3 separate regions of the Mus musculus genome follow, and regions 2 and 3 are each linked to region 1. A link is a contact called in public promoter capture Hi-C data. All regions are on one chromosome and are shown on one strand. Each heading gives the region's core, a stretch centred on a gene start, on an enhancer-like site or on the middle of the called end of the contact. The rest is flanking DNA. Distances are from core to core; before and after follow the strand shown.

Region 1 (2,982 bases), core at 171-2,670:
CCCAGGCCCCAGATGATTTGTGCTCAAATAAACGAAAGCAGAGATGGGGTGGGGGAAGAATATGGAGTGCCATGCATTTATGGCGTGAGCAGGAGGAAAATGAGAATTTGGAGTAGGGGTAGATGGGTACATAGGGTCAGAAGGAGAAATCTTTTTTTCTTCATATCTGACCTCACTTCCTGACTGTAGCTGATAGGAGTGAGTAAGTGGCAGCTAGTATTCCCCTTAGCTTTCCTTCATGATGTATAGCATGAAGAGGAGGCAGGAACACACACTCCACGACTGACCAACTCGGTGAGAAAATGTTGCACACTTTCTAGACTCAAAGACAGGAGGTAAACAAGACAGGAGAGAAGAAAGAAAAAAGCAAAACAAAACACGGTTTTAATAAGTTATCTCAGTGCCCTAAAGACCATACTCTGTTTAGTTAGTGTTCCAAGCAAGCGTTCCCAATCACTCACATAAAGCAAAGCATACTCTATTTTGAAGATGGTTACTATAATAGAATACACTATTTCTGTTTCTGAAAGGATCCCAAACTAGTCGTTCACTGGTCTCTATAAGATTTTTTTGCAGGCTGCTAAGAGCCTTTTTAGGAGATGTAAACATTTAACTGAAAAAGCAAATGTATCAAGAATCAAGCACGTTGACAAAAAATTAGAATCAACGAAGGGACATTTTTTTAGCAGTACACACAATGTTGAGAATTTTTACGGGTCATTGGTTCCTGCACTTCTCTTTGTAATTTCCCCTTCCCACCCTTCAAGCCCATGTATGCTTTGTGTCTTCAGAATGTGGGATCCTCGAAAAAAAAAGGGGTGTTCAATACACCGAATGGATCCTGGGCCTGAAGATGAGCGTGCGGGGGAAGAAATCAAAAAGCAGATGGGATGACATACTTTGGAGACTGGTGGAGAGATGCAGTCTTTGATGCATATTTAGGTTCCTGATTCTGATTCTGTCACAGTTGTGTTGACAAATGTCCTTGCCATCTCCCTAGTATAAGCAGTTTATGCTTAGAACCAGAGGCAGAAAAATAGGATTGGGGAGTAGCAGGGACTCTGATCAGTCAACAGGAAAAAAAAGTGTACCCCCAGGGGAGAAGATTCTCCTGGAGCAAAACTGTACCTGGAGACCGGTTGAGGTTGAAGCATAGAGCAATGGAAGAACTGAAGCCTGCTTCTTCCTAGGCAAAGGAGTGCTTGTGCTGAATGAAGGTGGGTTGCTGGCAGGGTGGAGGTGGGGATGGGGGTGGGTTTGCTCCTCCCAGCCCCAAAGCTGGGGAACAGCAGGAAACTGGGAATGGTGTTGGAGAGGCTGTTATGCCAGGACAAGGTGTTGGGTATGAGGGTGGGTGGGGGCCTGAGGGGTGGCTTGGAGCCCTGGCGGTGGCTGCCTGACGTCACCGGCCTCTCTGGCAATAGGCTAAGAGCTGAGCTCCCCATAGCAGCAGCAGCAGCAGCAGCAAAGGCAGCGGCGGCGGCGGCGGCGGCGGCGGTGGCGGCGGCGAGGGTGGCAGCAGCAGCGCGGCTCTGTCTCTGGTCCCAGCGCTCCGTGCCTTCTGCAGCCGCCACTGCAGCCAAGGGCTCCTTCTCTGCAACTGGCTGGTCCTTCCAGGTAAGAGACAGTGGTCAGGATGAAGGCTTCCATGGCCAGGGGCCCCAGTGGCAGGATGAGGGCGGGTAAGACCACTCCCGCGGCCTGCGCAGGCACCTCTGGACAGAGCTTCAGCCCCCGCCCCTTCCCTGGTGGAGGCTAGCGCTTTGCCTTGCTGCTCCGCAGTGCAACAGTTTGCACCTGCCTTTTGGGAGAGGCAAGGGAGCTGTGCTGCCTGCCGCGGGTCCTCCGGCTTGGTCCTCTGCCACAGCCTCTGGGCCCTGGGGCCAGGGCCCGGGGAAGGCTGGAGACAAGGTCGGTTCCCCAAACTTTGCAAGCGGGAACCCTTCCCCTTTCAGTTCCTGCTCTGGAAGAAAGAAAAAGGATTTTGGATACTGTCAAGTGGGAGGCTCAGGGAGATGAGGGGTGGGGGGCGCTTGGGAGGATGTGCCTCCGCTGAGAAGGGTGTTTCAGCTGCTTTTGATAGGGAGAAAGGGGGAGGAAGGTAGCAAGGAAGAAGGCTGGAGAAAGGTCGAGTATGATCCTGTGTGCCAGATCCAGCGGGTCAGCTGCGGCTAGGGACAGAGGCAGTGGGGTGTATCCCCTTGGGACGGGGACCTTGGGGGTCTGAACGTCCAGGCTGGAAGTGTTTGGAGAGGGAGGGATGGGGAAGGAGGACTGCGTACAGGGAGCCTGCTTGGAGTGCGTGCTGGCGAGATTGGATCCTGAGAGGAGGTCCACAGGACACAGAGAAGAGGGCAGTTGGCTTTCTGGGAAGTAGAGAAAGCCGCTGTGGCGGCCGCTGTTGGTGGCAATTAGAAAGTTGTGCAGGGGGCAGGGCAGCTGCCTTCTCTGCTGAGTAACCAGTGTCTCCGCGGTGCGGTACGGACGCCAGACCCCATCTGAGCCAGCGGAGCATCTAGCGCGGCTCTCCTGGGCTGCCAGGAGCGGTAGGGTTGGGTTGGTGGGTTGTGGAGATGACAGAGTCCATTTGAGGGCCGCTTGACAGTGGTGTCAGATCCCTCTCTTTCTCTGCACTCGCCTTGGCTGTGGCCGGGACCCTAACTAATCCTGTTTTCTTTGCAGCACTGTGCCTGGGGAAAGGAAACAGGATCAAAGAAGACCAGAGACACTCTCCCTGGGGCCACTAGCTCTGGCCCGCTTGCTTGGCGGCAGTTGCTCCCTCAGTCTTTGGCTGGAGAGCTCACTCCCTCCAGCGCTAAAGAGCAGTTGGGGTGGTGTGGGTTCCTGTCCACGTCTTGGCTGGTGGGAACCGTGTGTCCAACAGAGGAAGCCTGGTGGGCCTGGCCCCTCTCAGCCCAGCGCCGATGAGTGCCAGGGCGCCGAAAGAGCTGAGGCTGGCCCTGCCGCCTTGTCTCCTGAACC
Region 2 (2,982 bases), core at 149-2,648, 700 kb before region 1:
TTACAGCAGATCCAGTGCTCTCTTCTGGTCTCTATAGGCACCAGCTCACAAGTGGCATATACAAACACACACATATCCGAATAATCTTTGCAGAACATTTTATTTGGGGAAAAAGATTTTTAAAATGGGGGGGGGGGATCCTTACTCTCCTGCTGTAACCACATGAGTGCTTATCTGGGTTCATTTATTTATTACAGAACTGCAGATACACCATAACACGGTTTGAATCTGAACCATGTTCCACAGACTCCTGTTCTCAACACTTGATCCTCGCGCTCTCTGCTTTTGCGCGGCTGCAAGCCAGTCTAGAAACCCCTCTCAGCCTCCAAACCCGCACTCCTGAAGCTTCCCAGACTCCCTTGGACCTATTGGCAGTTCTTTAATGTTTACACCAGGCTGCAGAAATCCAATTGCAGCAACTGTGCTTTGCCCTGATAGGCAGGTTGCTTATTATCTATTTTCTCAGCAGAGTCTTAAGTTTTCGATAGGCAGACATTGCCATCCTCTTTTTTACTCCAGGATTACCATATACACGTGACTTCTAAGTACGTGAAATTCCCGTTTGCTCGGTGGAGGACGCCAAGGAGTTCTCTGCCTCTTTGCAGGCAAAACAGGACGCCAGATGGGAGCAGCCTTACATTTAGACACAAATTAGCAAATCCTGACTGGCAACAAGTTGAAACCAGCTGGACAAGTCCAGAGAAGCAATCAGATGTGGGAGGAGGGCCCTGCTGAGATTCAAGACAAGCGCCTCCCTTCTCCGGTTCTAGGAAGTTTCCCTGCTTCGCGTGGTCTGCACTGCGGGCCTAAGAAGAGTGGGCTGCTGAGGGAGGGAGGAAGGCGCGCCCTGCAGGCCAGGAAGGGCCATCTGCATCACGTGATGGCACCACTGCGCTCCGTGGGACCCCACAGGCGCCGTTTACTCTACTTACCCTTACATCTGTCACCGGGCGGGACCTGTGGCCCAGCCTTTGGAGTTAGTCACCCAACGGTCCTGAGTGGCACCTCCCGCCCCCGTGGGTGTCAGGGAGGAGGGAAGGGACGCCGATGGGAGGGGAGAGAAGACGACACCCGCAGTGGGGAGATGGCCACGTGTGGGGACAGGGACGCGCGGGGACGGCAACGGGCGCTGACCTGGCGGCGAGCTAGTGAAGTTCCGGCCGTCCGAGTCCACCGACTGCAGGAAGAAGTAGCGCACGGGCAGGACGGCGGCGGCCTGCAACCCAGGGCCCCACGCCAGGCTCCGCGGTGCGCTCACGCGCGCCCCGGCCCCCGCCGCCACCAGCAGGGCGAGCTGCAGCCCCAGCGGCAGGGCCTGCATGGTCGCCGGCTCTCAGCTCCGCTGGCCAGGGAGGAGCTGGAGCGCCGGGCCGAGGGGACACCCGAGGGCGGGCCTCTGGCTAGAGCCGCCCCGGGCGGGCCGGGCGCGCGCCCGGACCCCGACTGGCTCGTGTACCGCGCCCAGGCCTTACGCTCCTAGTCATCCCTACACTAGTTGCCTGAGTTTGCCAGTCTGGAGAAAGGCAGGGTGTGCTTGTTTTAAAATTGTTACCTCTTTTCTTTTTCTTCTTCTTGTTCTTCCTTTTCTTGTTCTTCCTTCTTTTCTTCTTCTTCTTCTTCTTCTTCTTCTTCTTCTTCTTCTTCTTCTTCTTCTTCTTCTCCTTCTCCTTCTCCTTCTCCTTCTCCTTCTCCTTCTCCTTCTCCTTCTCCTTCTCCTTCTCCTTCTCCTTCTCCTTCTCCTTCTCCTTCTCCTTCTCCTTCTCCTTCTCCTTCTCCTTCTCCTTCTCCTCCTCCTCCTCCTCCTCCTCCTCCTCCTCCTCCTCCTCCCCCTTTTCTTCTTCTATATTTTATTGTTTCTCCTTTTGAGAAGGAAGTCTCCCTCTGTATCTCAGGCTGGTTTTGAACTGATGACAATCCTTCCACCCCAGCCTCCTCCAGTAGAGGGAAATTAAAGGTGTGTAAGCCAAGCCACCTTGCCTTGTGGAGAAAACTGGTTGAGTTGGGGTTTTCCCTATGTATCTCCTACTGCCTTGGAACTCTCTATATATGTATATAGACTGGCTGATCTTTAACTCACTGTCATCCACCTGCCTCTGTGTCCCAGGTATTGGGATCAAAGGTGTGCACTACACCCAGACAGAAAAGGGTTGGAAACATGGCTTATTATAAATGCACATCAGGGTTTGGTTTCCAGTGCCACAGTGGAACAAGAGGAATAGCTTCCCTGTGAGGAATTCCCCTAGTCTTTGTTCACACACCGGCCCACCTGTTCCGTATATTTGTGATTGGCAGCCTACTACCCTGAAGTCCCTTATCTTTCGGTGTTTCCTGTGTAGGGCACTTGGGCAGCAGAAGGCAGGGTCTGGGCAAGCGTCTCAGTAGAGTTGGGCACCTATCCTTCCCTGCCCACTATGCCCTGGGCACCCCACTCCTGAGCATCAAGAGCCGGGAAGAACAGCCCCACAGCCCCCGTTTGTTCACTCTTGCTAATTATTTTTTCTTTTTATCTGAGTTTTAGGAACTAATTATTCTTCCCAGGATGAGAAATCTGGAAGAATTCATCCTGCAGAATGGGCAGAGATCTTCCTGGTAGATCTCAACCCAGAGCTTATCAGAACCAGGCCCCAGGCTTTAATTGGGCTCCTGAGCATTTTGAGCTCCGGCCCAGGTCACCAACCCAATTACCAATCATAGGCGAGTATAGAGGCCAGCAGGAAGAAATCGGCAGATGCCCATATGCACTCTACAGCGCTGGGGTCTCAGGTTAGCCCCTGGACGTTATAGACAGCGCTCTTTAGACGCATCATTAGGAACTGGGAATAAGTCACTTGTAAATTGCAGGGCAGCAGTGTAGTGTAACTTAGTGTGATTTCCAATGGCTTGTTTCCTGGGGTCGTTTGCATGCTTTGATGGAACGCCTACTCTGCTCTGCTCCAGCTAGCATTTATACATAAATAAATACCACCACACACAATAAATACC
Region 3 (2,982 bases), core at 230-2,729, 630 kb after region 1:
CGGTCAACAATAGATTGCAGTGTCCAAGTATTCTTTTATCACATAAACCCTTGTTATCTTCGGCTTTTACATTTACATCATGCAAATCTTGGTGCCTCCGCACAGCCAACCGGGCATCTCCCTCACACCTCTTTTTACAAAATCTCAACTGTACTTTAAAAAAAAAAATTATAAACTTGACCTCTTAAAACACATTTCCAATGAATAACCACTCTTCTGGGGAGGGAGGAAAAAAAAACAAAACCACCCAGAATCCTGGCAACGTTTACAGAAACATCTGTGTAGGAACGGACTATTCAACTGAAATAACGCACTACTCCCTTTCAAACTTGGCTGGGCGATGGGAGTTTGGGAGCCCCGAAAGGCAGAAAAGCTGAGTTTCCTGGTGGGGTCTGCTCACTGTGCGCCAGGCGACTCCGCGGTGCGGGCAAGCCGGGGGGCCCGGAGGGCGCGGGCCGTGACTGCAGCCCCAGGTAAGGGCGGCCGGGAGCCCGGGCCTGGCCTCGCGGGCTTGCGCGGCGGGACCCGGCAACGCGACGGCCTTTCCGCGGCTCGCGCGTCCGCACGCTCTCTAGTAATCCAACACCCCGACTTTCAAACGGGAGGCCGGGGGAGAAGTTCTAGCCTCGCGGTCCCCGTCCCCGGGTTGCGAGAGAGCGTGCGACCTACGCTCCATGCGGCCCCCGAGGGCGCGCCGACCCGAGCCCCGGGCCCAGTCCACGGCGGCGGGAACCCGCACCGCCCGACGCACGGGGCGGCCAGGCCGACGGCGGACGGCGCGGCGGGAGACTCCGGGTAAGTGGCGTGGCTCAGCCGTTAACGACCACGGCGCCTCTAGGGCGGCCAGGCGCGAGTCCGTCTGTGAGGCGCGCCAGGCCCCGGGCCGCGGCGCCACAGCCCGGCAACTTCTGGCCGCCACCTCAGCGCCTCGGCGGGGAGAGCGGCCCCCGGGGCCTGGGACGGGGGAGCGCGCCGAGCAGGGCTTACCCCGAAAATGAGTGGCTCCTTCCCTGCCCGCCGCCGGCTGGCTGAGGCGCGGCTCGGCGGGGGCGTCGTGGCTGGCGGCGAACGAGCGGAGAGTCGGCGGTGCGAGCCCTGAGCCGCCTGAGAGAAGACGCGCCGCAGCCGCCGCAGACAGCTCGGCAATATGGCCGCCCGGCGCCTCCTCGGGGGGGAAGGCGGGGCCGCCCTGCGCCCCCTCCTCCCGCGGGCCGCCAGTGGCGGGGCGAGGCCGGGGCTCGAGCGCCAACCCCGCGAGCGTGTCTCCCGGCCGCCCCGGGCGGAATCGAGTGGGCCTCAGCCGGGGGTTGGGGGGAGAATACGCGCTGCGGGGCCTTCGCGAAGCTTTCCCCGCGGGACGAGGACGCCGCGGGCCAGCCCGAGTCCGAAGCCCGCAGTGAACGAAGCGGAGCCGCGCGGCCCGAAGCTCGCCGCGCGCCCGCCGCCTGCCCCCGCCCCGCGAGTGGAAACTTGAAACTCCCGCTGGTGCCAGGGAACTCACGGAGGGCGTTTCCAGCGCCCCCGAGGTGGAGCTGTTCCCGGGAGGAGGGGGGATCCCCTCGGCAGCCGCTCCAGGGTGCAGTTCGGTGCTAGGCTGCAGGATCCCGGGCTAGGAGAGGGAAGTGGGCCCAGTGTTTACAACAAAAAGAACATTAATGTGTGCAGGTTTTTAACCAGCTAGAAAGGCTGGTTGGTTTTAAATTTTGCAGTGTTTTTAACTTCCCTCAAAACGCCAGTGGGTATGACCCTATAATGCGATCAGGTTTTTTGTTCTTGTTGTTAGCAGGGATACTCCTTCCTTGGCGGTTAGAAGGAGTAGGCTGAGAAAGGAAAAAAAAAGTTGGAAGTAGGGCCCAAAGAGCAGCCAAACCTAAATTATTCTAGACTTGGAAAAAGTTACCAGTCTGACCATAGTCTCACTGTATCCACTCGCTAGAGAGAGAGACCGAGGCTGCGTTCTGGTGGGGTTACCTCGGTGCTGCCTGCCCTCAGTACTTTCTGCTGGGATTTAGAGTAACACTTGGTGCCACTTGTACACACAGCAATGGTTCAATCCTTACCTGCCTACCGCGTTCCGTTTACTCAATACCTCTTTCGTAAACGAACTGTCAATACAAATATAACGCGAATGTACGTAATTCTTACAGGACAAATACGCCATCTTTAGGGAAGCCTTAGACTTGCCTTTCCTGAGACAGTAGCTCTTCCAGGGACTCTGCAGATCCTTTCTCTGAGCTTCCTCCTCAGTGAGCTACCACCTTCACCCTCAAGAGACCTCACTAAACAATTAAAAAGCCCCCAGAGACTCCAGGTTAATCTCAGAAGTCTTTAGATTGCAAATTCCTCAAGGATGGGAACCAGCTGTGTGCTTTGTAGCCAAAACAGGTTTAGGTGGTTCTCTGAGACCACCAACTGAATACTTGTGGACCCTCTCCCCACGGGTGCAACAAAGATAGGGACAGTAAAAATGTCATGGGAGTCCCAAGTAGTACACTAATCAAACTAAAGTCGGAAGTCGGTGGTACACTTTGCAACTGAAAACGAAGCATTCATTCGTGGTCTTATGTTCAGAACAGTGAAGTGCTTTCACATGACTGCCTTGTTTAATGATTACAACAACCCTGGGCTCAAGGTAAAAGCTATTATTGGCATTAAAAGAAGCTAATGAATAAAGGGGAGCTTCAAAAAAGTTAGTTGTCAGTATAACCTGGCTAGGAAATGGCAGAGCCATGGCCAACCCCAAAGGCATGTTTGACTCAAAAGTCTGAATCTAAGAGCTCTGATCTTATCCTATGTCCTGCAGTAGCAGATGCAACCCAAGTTGTAGCATTTCAGTTGCCATCATATTCGTAAATATTTAAGTAAAAGATAGTATTCAAGCTGCTAAGATAAAAAGGGTACTCTCAAACATTGTGGATGGGAAAATGGAAACAGAGACAAATATTTAAAAAGCAGTTTGGTGGGAGAGTCAGTCGTTCAGAG

The links. Promoter capture Hi-C pulls out the DNA fragments that hold promoters and counts their contacts.
Region 2: a contact with region 1 is called in a promoter capture Hi-C map of neural stem cells. The contact joins the promoter of Poglut3 here to the promoter of AI593442 in region 1. A contact is called at or near these places in 1 of 39 promoter capture datasets (neural stem cells) and 1 of 115 datasets of contacts at active chromatin or transcription factors (embryonic stem cells).
Region 3: a contact with region 1 is called in a promoter capture Hi-C map of hippocampal neurons, with 4 times the contacts expected there. The contact joins the promoter of Rdx here to the promoter of AI593442 in region 1. A contact is called at or near these places in 1 of 39 promoter capture datasets (hippocampal neurons) and 1 of 484 Hi-C or Micro-C datasets (cortical neurons).

The regions. Positions count from the first base shown.
Region 1 is chr9:52,678,218-52,681,199 of GRCm38.p6, reverse strand. It overlaps AI593442 (expressed sequence AI593442), which reads left to right and starts at 1,420. Exons shown (of 2, transcript NM_001286641.1): 1 at 1,420-1,617; 2 at 2,683-2,982. The coding sequence starts at 2,925. It overlaps Gm1715 (predicted gene 1715), which reads right to left and starts at 1,337. Exons shown (of 5, transcript NR_045333.1): 1 at 1,129-1,337.
Region 2 is chr9:53,382,439-53,385,420 of GRCm38.p6, reverse strand. Poglut3 (protein O-glucosyltransferase 3) reads right to left here and starts at 1,398. Exons shown (of 8, transcript NM_212445.2): 1 at 1,135-1,398. The coding sequence starts at 1,321.
Region 3 is chr9:52,046,438-52,049,419 of GRCm38.p6, reverse strand. Rdx (radixin) reads right to left here and starts at 1,479. Exons shown (of 14, transcript NM_009041.3): 1 at 988-1,479. It also overlaps the pseudogene Gm6981.